Linked DNA regions of Mus musculus: regions 1 and 3 are each linked to region 2. A link is a contact called in public Hi-C and promoter capture Hi-C data. All regions are on one chromosome and are shown on one strand. The core of a region is the stretch at or near the end of the contact, and the rest is flanking DNA. Distances in the headings are between cores, read along the strand shown.

Region 1 (3,007 bases), core at 173-2,672, 350 kb before region 2:
TCAAAAACAAACAACACCTCCCACCCATCCACCCAATAGCAGATAACCCTGTTGTACAGAGAACTTGACAGTACTTAGGACCATGGATTCTGTTCTGGGATTGATTTTAAGTAACCTGCCTTGTGCAATAAGGATGTTTTCCAGCTGGATCAGCACATGTGCACACACACACACACACACACACATACACAAATACATACACATATTTACACACACGAAACACACACAAATAAATAGATAAATGTAATCTTTTTTTTTTAAAGATGCATCATGGTCTTTGGCAAAGCCTTTTGGGGTTACCTCATTGCTTTGGGGTTACAAAACCCCAAAGGTTCCTCTAACCTTTCAAACCAAGTTGCTTATAGCCTGAGTCAAGTTTAGATAGAAACAGGACAAGCTTTAGGTCAGACCTTTCTCTGGAGCTCTAGGAAAACCAGGAGATTAATTTCCATCAGAGCCCAGTGAGATCCTTGGTGGAAACACACTCTCCCACAAAAACAATAAAACTACCCGCAAGGCCTTTGAAATCTGCTTGGGAACTTTGAAAATCAAGCAAAGCCAAAGAACAAACTGAAAACTGTCTGACCTTGGTAATTATTGACCTTTGGTATCCCAGGGAGTCTGCGCTGTGTTAGCTTTTGGGGGGTGCTGCACCTCCTCCTCAGCAGCTCTGCAGGGGCAGCCTCAAAGCCAGAGGGGCTGGGCCAGACATCTTGTGACTTACTTAAAAGAAAAAAAAAAAAATGTGAGCACAGTCGATATTTTGTTCAAACTTGCAGCTGCTTGGAAATTTTCTATTCCTTGAGAGTTGTAACTATTTGATTTGACTCAGAACTCAGCCGAACTGAAGAAAACTGCCTTACCCTTGCACAGTTATTTAGTGGGGGGAGGGGAATGGTAGTGTATGCCTTCAGTGCCATAAGAGGCAAAGTCAGGTGGATCTCTGTGAGTTTGAGGCCAGCCTGGTCTACAGAGAGACTTTCAGGACGGTCAGGGAAGTTATACAGAGAAACCCTGTCTCGAAAAACCAAACAAAACAACACAAACAAAAAAGTTTTCCTTAGCTGGGCAGTGGTGGCGCGGGCCTTTAATCCCAGCATTTGGGAGGCAGAGGCAGGTGGATTTCTGAGTTCGAGGCCCGCCTGGTCTACAGAGTGAGTTACAGGACAGGCAGGGCTACACAGAGAAACCCTGTCTCAAAAAAAAAAAAAAAAAGTTTTTTCTTGAGTCGGCTTTTAGTTGGGGTGAGGTAGTCATTGAGACTGGAAAGATGAACCACATATTTTAGAACCTGACAACCAGGAGCTTTCAAAAGCCTCCGCATGGATTCTGGAACTTGGCTGGTCTTCCAAGGGATCCATGTTTCATCCCTAGCACACACATGATTGTAACCTTACTCCAGTCCCGAGGAGATATGATGCCCTCTTCTGGCCTTTTATGGCACTGCATGCTTCTGATACATAAGACATGTACAGGCAAAACACAGCCATATACATATAAAGTAATTAAAAATTAAAAGCAAAGGTACTGGAGAGATGGTTCAGCGGTTAAGAGCACTGACTGCTCTTCCAGAGGTCCTGAGTTCAAATCCCAGCAACCACATGGTGGCTCTCCACCATCTGTAATGGAATCTGAAGCCCTCTTCTGGTGTGTCTGAAGACAGCGACAGTGTACTCATATACATAAAATAAATAAATAAATCTTTGGGCTGGAGCAAGTGGGGTGGAGAGAGAAGAAAAAGTGTCTGAAGAAAGCTACAGTGTACTTACATATAATAAATAAATAAATCTTTTTTAAAAATAAAAAATAAGGGGCTGGTGAGATGGCTCAACAGGTAAGAGCACCCGACTGCTCTTCCAAAGGTCCTGAGTTCAAATCCCAGCAACCACATGGTGGCTCAAAACCATCCGTAATGAGATCTGACTCCCTCTTCTGGTGTGTCTGAAGACAGCTACAGCGTACTTACATATAATAAATAAATAAATCTTTAAAAAAGATAAATAAAAAAATAAGATGCTGAGAATAAAAGTTATTTTTAAAATGAAAAAAATAACAAAAATGAATAACTCACAGAGAACTCAGTTGTCACAGAATTAGTTCAAGGAAATCATCAAACAAAAAATACAAAGAAACAAAAACATATCTTGGAAAGTATGTCGCATGCATAGGGCCAAAAACTGGATGGAAAGTGTCCGAGAGGGGTCTAGATTTTGGGCCTACAAACTTTAGCTGTTCCAAAACCATTCAGAGAACACAAAGGAACCGCAGTGACAGAGGTACAGGAGCACAGGACACATGTCACTGGAGAGACCCAGCTCACAGGGCTGGAGAGATGCTGAGGACCTGAGTTCGTTTCCCAGCACCCACCTGGTGGCTTGAAGACATCTGTAGCTTCAGGTCTAAGGGATCTAACACCCTCTTCTGGCCTTTGTGGACTCCTTCATGAAAGTGATGCATGTGTGAGCACGCGCGCACACACACACACACACACACACACACACACACACACACACAGAAATCTGCTCACAATAGAATTTTCAGAATTCATATAATTACAAACACGAAAATTCACTAAAGGTAGTCAACAGGTTTGAACTGACAGAAGAAACAGCAAGCTTACCTTGCATTTAGAATAATCTACCCAGCAGACAGGAGAGACAGGAAAGGTGGAAGAGGTGGAAAAGAGTATTGGGAGGAACTGAAGTTACTGCCCAAATTCCAAGAATTTGTCTCTCACAAGGTCTCTTTATGCAGCCCAGACTTTATGCAGCCTGAACTCAAAATCCTGGCCAGGCTACAATTCCTGGCTTTGCTCTTTAACTGTGTTTTGAACATAATATTCCTGTGTGGGGGTTAGAAGCTCCAAAAGCATGCAAAGACACACAATGAAAGGTTTAGTGTAGCTTTCATTTTTTTCAAACCTTATTAAAAAAAAAAAAAAGATTTATAGGGGTTGGGGATTTAGCTCAGTGGTAGAGCACTTGCCTAGCAAGTGCAAGGCCCTGGG
Region 2 (2,781 bases), core at 159-2,658:
TGCCAGCTACAGGTTAAAAAATATATATGTATGATTTCCATTTGTCTTTCAATAGCTCAAGAATTTAGGTCTGGACATCCACTTTAATTGATAAAAGGGCTCAGGTAGCAACCAAGCCCTCTAAGACACTCAAAGAGTGGGAGTCAGGGCTCCAGGCACTGCCTAGTTTGCAGCAGCTCCATCTCAGCAGGCACAGATGCTCATGCGCACACTTATTAACAGGGACCCTAGAGCAGGGCTGGTGGAAACAGAGGCAGGCCGGCTCTGTGAGTTCAAGCTCAGCCTGGTATACAGCATGAGTTCCAGGACAGCCAGGGTTACACAAAGAAACCCTGTCTTAAAAACAAAAACAAAAACAAAAACAAACAAACAAATCAACAAAGGACCCTAGAGCCTGAATGGGCCACATAGATGAGGAGGAGGCATTTGGGAGAGGAACATGATTTAAGGTCCTGGAAGCTGGAGTTTAGGTTAGACCAAATTCAGAGCTTCAGAGAGGAGCAAGTTTCTTAAAGAAAACAGGATTCCAAGTAGGGCCTGGTGACACACCCTGCAACAGGGTCTCAGACCTTAACACAACTGACTCCACGATTTTGTCTATAACTAAAGTCTATAGTAGCCTTCAAGGTTAGTCATAGCCCATCTATTCTGACTCATTAGCCTGGATTCCTTTAGCCTAGCCACTGATCTGCTCTGCAGTCAGTCAACTCCACCATGGCTTGTAGTGGCATGAAGCACAAGAAAACCTACAGGCTCATTTTCAGAGTCGTGCAAATGCACGGCTTGACACTAAAATTCCAGTCTCTTCCTTAGTCCTTTCCCCATTCTGTTTTCACTTCAAGCCTTGTGCTCCTAGGGAAGAGACCGTCTTCCAATCATCCCCAGTGTCTGGACATTGTAGAACTCACAGTCGGGGTTCAACAAGCATTTGTCAGCAGCTCAGCCTCAAATGTCTTTTGGGCTGGGAGAAGTGGCTTAGCAGTAAGGACCGCTAGATGCTGTTACAGAGTTTGAGTCTTAACATTCACAGTAGGAAGTTCAAACCCGCCTATCTCTAGCTCCATTGGATCTGATATCTTTTTCTGGTCTCTCTTGGGGCAGGGACATCATTTACCCCGGCACAGGCGCACACGTATACAGTTTTTTTTTTTTTTTAATGTCTTTGATTAGGCATGGTGGTGCACACTTGTGATGTCAGTGTCAGGGATGCAGAGGCAGAAAAATCCTGAGTTCCGTGGCCTGATCTAATCAGAGGAAAAAAATCCTTGACGCAGCAGCTCTAAATGCACATCTACTGTATCGACACTCTACAGGTGAGGCCTAGAATAGAGAACAGGATCAATCCATTGCTTCTGACTGCCAATGAGTGCGGAGCGCTGTGATTGGCCCTTGTTTAGGTAAAAGAGTGAGCGCGGGTGTCTTCTGGGAAGTCATGGCGTCGCTGAATTGTAGGACTGCGGTCTGTGTGGTCTGTTTGGAGAAGCCGAAATACCGTTGCCCGACTTGCCGCGTGCCCTAGTGAGCCAGAGCGGGTAGTGGGTTCGGAGGGAGGCCGGGCTGCGGGCGGCGGCTGCGGGCAAGGGGTACGTGCTGCGGCCGCTCGTGCTGATCGTGCTGACCTGAGCCTGTCTGTCTCATTACAGCTGTTCGGTCCCCTGTTTTCAGAAGCACAAAGGTAAGACCCCGGGACACCGTCGCAGCCCTTGCTCCTTCTTTGTACCGTACAGGCCCCATGCCCCCAGGAACCCGAAGCGGGAGGATTCCCGCCAGTTCAAAGCCAGCCTGACTACAGACTGAGACCCTGTCTCAAATAATCCAAAGCAAGTCAGCTGCTTTCTTGGGAAAAGTCTTAGCTATTTATTCATCTTGACATTCTAGTGTAGCCCCTCACTATCGCAGAAACTGCCTTGGCTGAGGTCAATTAGCCAGCAATGGTTGTCTTTAAAATATGGTTGTTTATTATTTACAATAGGAGAAATTTTCTTTTTCTGTGTGTGGTATTTTGAGACAGGTTCTCCTCCTCCTCCTCTTTTTTTTTTTTTCCGAGGCAGGGTTTCTCTATGTAGCTCTGGCTGTCCTGGGACTCACTCTGTAGACCAGGCTGGCCTCGAACTCAGAAATCCGCCTGCCTCTGCCTCCCGAGTGCTGGGATTAAAGGCGTGAGCCACCACGCCCGGCTGGTTCTTTTTCTTCTTTCATTTTCCTTCTTTCTTTGTTTGCTTTTCAATAAAGGGTTTCTGGCTGCCTTCGAACTCGCTCTGTAGACCGGGCTGGCTTCAAATTCATAGCGATCTGCCTGCCTCTTGCCTCCCAAGTGCTGTTTTATTTTGTGCTGAGAAAGAGTATCTCAGATTCACTATATATTCCTTTTTTTGTTTTGTTTTTGTTTTTGTTTGTTTTTCGAGACAGGGTTTCTCTGTGTAGCCCTGGCTGTCCTGGAACTCACTTTGTAGACCAGGCTGGCCTCGAACTCAGAGATCTGCCTGCCTCTGCCTCGCGAGTGCTGGGATTAAAGGCGTACACCACCACGCCTGGCTGAACTATATATTCTATACTCCTCCCAGACTCACAATCCCCATGCCTTAGTTTCCTAATGCTGGGATTAAAGGCACAAGCCACCACGGCCCAGCTGAGACTGGCTCTTTTTTTTTTTTTTTTATGTAGTTCAGGCTGGCCTATCTATCATGATCATGCTTTGTCATCCTCAAATGCTAGGATTATAGGAGCCACCAGAACTGGTTAAAATAAGTTCCTGACCTATTGAGAATGGAGCTGGAGCGA
Region 3 (2,953 bases), core at 60-2,559, 440 kb before region 2:
TCCTGAGTTCAATTCCCAGCAACCACATGGTGGCTCACAACCATCTGTAATGGGTTATGAAGCGCTCTTCTGGTATATCTGAAGACAGCGACAGTGTACTTACATATATAAAAATAAATAAATCTTTAAAAAAAGAAAAATAAAGAAATGCAAATATAAAGCTCAGTGGGACATAACATACCAGCAGTTCCAGTTCCCAGGAGGCTGAGGCAAGGAAATTGCCTTGAGTTCAAGGGCAATGTAAGCCTGAGATTCTTAGTATTTTATTTTTAAAAATATAATAATAATAATAATAATAATAATAATTTAAAAAGCTGGTCACAGGTGGTGATGCATATGCATGCCTGAGAGGCAGAGGCAGGAGGATCAGGAGTTCAAAGTCAACCTTAAGGGCACAGCCATATAAAGACCAGATGGCCCATGTGAGCCTCAGAACAAATACACGTAACAGGATACCACTCTGCCTTCAGATAAATCTGTTGAGGACAGATAAAACTGTGTAGCCACATTTAAATAATATTTTAACCTCCAGCTATTGTAACGTAATCACCAGCGTGTAAACAAATTTGGAATATAAACTCGTATAATATAAGGAGCCTCTGGATTTTCCCACAGTCTAAGTAAGTCCCAGACCTTGACTATCTAATGAGTTTCTGAATCATAGAGGTGGTTTGGAGAGTACAGAGTCTGCTTCATTATGGTTAAAGGGGGACTGGCAACAGAACTAAAGATGTCTTACAAGGCTCAGGAAAGCCCACAGCCTAAAAGCATCACTTTTAAGAAGGGTTCACTGTACCACCTCATTTGAAAAACCCCAAACTGTTGATCCCCACATTCCTATACAACCCAAACAACCCATTGTCCCAACTAGTCCAGCTACCCCTTTCTTAGGCAGTACCTTTCACCAGACCCCTCAGTACTCTCATCTTCATTCCACCCTCTATTACCCGAACCAGTCTCCCCACCTCTGTCCTTTAAAGGCCTTGTCACTTGAGAACAGCTCCTCGAAAGCCCCTCGGGCCCCACTCTCCCCAAAGTCACGGGAACAACACTCCACACTTCACCTCCAAAGCCCTACCACCACTGCCCCCGGCCGCCCTCTGGCCTCTTGCCCAGCTCTCCTCCAGTTTCAGCACCTTTCCCCGTCAACTGGGGCTGGTCAAGCCCTGTTTCCTCATGCTGCCTGTCCCTTTCCCTCTCCAAACCTCCCCTAAGCCAAAGACCCGCCAGCCCTCTCACCGGCCGCTCCGCCGGTAAACGCTGTTCTCCAGCTTCAGGCTCACTGTTTGGAGTCTCCCTCGTGATTGACGGCTAGCACTTCCTACCACGCCTCGGCGGAACCACCGCATCAGCCAATCCCAGGAGCAAACTGGCCCCGGCGCGGCACCGCCCTTGGAGGTCAGCTTCGCCAACCAGCGAGTAGGAAAGAGGCGGACCCGCCTTCAGAATCCATCCAATCCGCTGGGGCTGGAGGGAAAACACAACAGTATGGAAGTTCGGGTGAAGCGGGTGGGTCAGGTTCGGTTGTGAATGCAGGCGGCAGGGGAGAAAAGGCAGGCGTGTCTGCGGGCCTGGAAGAGGCACCTTGGTGGATTTTCTGTTTTAAGGAAACGCTACATGCACCAAATACCTGCGGACCTCAGCCAGAAGTCTCCAGCGAGGAGCCCGAAGCCAGGTATACTGGTGTGTTTACATCGAATTCTCGCGACAGCTGATTTGAAGCTAAAAGCACGTGGACGTGGCAGCTGCCAATCACTTTTACCTGACCACTCAGGCTGCCCGAGCCCGCCCTCCACCCCGCCCGCGGCGCTGTGTTTACCTTCCGGGAGTCTAGGCTGGCAGTCCGTGTTCAGTCCCCTGCTGAGTACGTCTTGCTCTGAATAAGGGGGCCTGTAAGAAATTTTGTTGGAGTCCTTAATGGTTACTGTCATAGGAATGGATGTTCGTGAACATCTGGAAATGGAGAGGCCCCAGACTTTGGAAGGGGGAACTTGTTGCACAATATAGGGATCCATAGAGAGTCTAAGAAGACTACCTGGGGCTTTGCAAGATGGCATTGGATACGTCTTAAGGGTTCATGGAGTCTCAAGTAGTCGTAGGCCGGGAGCTCTTGCTTAAAGAAACCCACAATCACACTCCTAGCTTTCCCATATATCTTTCCCCTGAGCACCTAGTAACCTGTACCAAAATCTCTTTTTATGGGATTCCAGTAACACATGCACTATATTCCCTATATTCCCAGCACTGGTGTACATAACAAGTTCTAAGCCAGTCCAGTGCCACCAAGTTTGAAAACACTGTCCCTTCCAAAAAATCTTTTTTAATAAGATATAATTCTTTTAAAAATAATAAACGGGCCTGGAATTTGGACATGATGCTCCTGCCTAGATGTGGACTAGGCGGCTAGGTATGACCAACAAGGAATTCGTAAAAGTACCTTTGCCTATCATACAGGTTAAAGTAGACTTTTTAGGCATGTCATCAGTGTCAAGAGTTAGCTGGAGGTCGTGGTCAAGGCCAAAAAAACTCATTTCCATGGCCATATGTCTTAGTTAGGGTTTCTATTGCTGTGACGAAACACCAAGACCAAAAGAAACTCGCTGGCTGGGCAATGGTGGGGCACTCCGAACTCCGAGCACTTGGGAGGCAGAGGAAGGCAGATTTCTGAGTTCGAGGCCAGCCTGGTCTACAGAGTGAGTTCCAGGACAGCCAGAGCTACACAGAGAAACCCTGTCTCGAAAAAATAAACAAACAAAAAACTTGTTGAAGAAAGGCTTTATTTGACATACAGATCCTAAGTCCACTGAGGGAAGCCAAGACAGAAATTTAAACCAGGCAGAAACCTTGAGACAGGAGCTGTAAAAAGGCCTAGAAAAAGTACTGCTTACTGGCTTACTACTCATGGCTTGCCCTGCCTGATTTTTTATAGACTCCAGGACCACCACTCCAGATA

Evidence for each region. A called contact is a pair of places that touch in the nucleus more often than the background predicts. Capture Hi-C pulls out chosen DNA fragments and counts their contacts.
Region 1: a Hi-C map of embryonic stem cells shows a contact between it and region 2, with 4 times the contacts expected there. The contact joins the enhancer-like site here to the promoter of Znhit3 in region 2. A contact is called at or near these places in 6 of 39 promoter capture datasets (the 3T3-L1 cell line, HPC-7-derived erythroid cells, hippocampal neurons and 2 more), 3 of 15 datasets of contacts at CTCF or cohesin (the NIH/3T3 cell line, embryonic stem cells and pro-B cells), 59 of 484 Hi-C or Micro-C datasets (B cells, the Ba/F3 cell line, the C2C12 cell line and 34 more), 12 of 115 datasets of contacts at active chromatin or transcription factors (the 230-238 cell line, T-cell acute lymphoblastic leukemia, astrocytes and 7 more) and 1 of 9 other capture datasets (embryonic stem cells).
Region 3: a promoter capture Hi-C map of pancreatic islet shows a contact between it and region 2. The contact joins the promoter of Bcas3 here to the promoter of Znhit3 in region 2. A contact is called at or near these places in 1 of 39 promoter capture datasets (embryonic stem cells), 7 of 484 Hi-C or Micro-C datasets (CD4 T cells, the N1E-115 cell line, cortical neurons and 3 more), 7 of 115 datasets of contacts at active chromatin or transcription factors (astrocytes, bone marrow-derived macrophages, cardiomyocytes and 3 more) and 2 of 9 other capture datasets (macrophages and pancreatic islet).

Annotation. Positions count from the first base shown.
Region 1 is chr11:85,269,271-85,272,277 of GRCm38.p6, reverse strand. No RefSeq gene overlaps it. Among named protein-coding and RNA genes, the nearest start is that of Appbp2os, 36 kb to the right of the region's middle. Within about 2 kb of position 1,422, at least 12 of the 459 cell types and tissues checked have an H3K27ac peak or open chromatin away from gene starts, as enhancers often do. A contact at or near this core is called in the Ba/F3 cell line and embryonic stem cells, where this site is marked.
Region 2 is chr11:84,914,993-84,917,773 of GRCm38.p6, reverse strand. Znhit3 (zinc finger, HIT type 3) reads left to right here and starts at 1,408. Exons shown (of 5, transcript NM_001005223.3): 1 at 1,408-1,518; 2 at 1,644-1,675. The coding sequence starts at 1,433.
Region 3 is chr11:85,351,520-85,354,472 of GRCm38.p6, reverse strand. Bcas3 (breast carcinoma amplified sequence 3) reads right to left here and starts at 1,309. Exons shown (of 24, transcript NM_001166643.1): 1 at 1,240-1,309.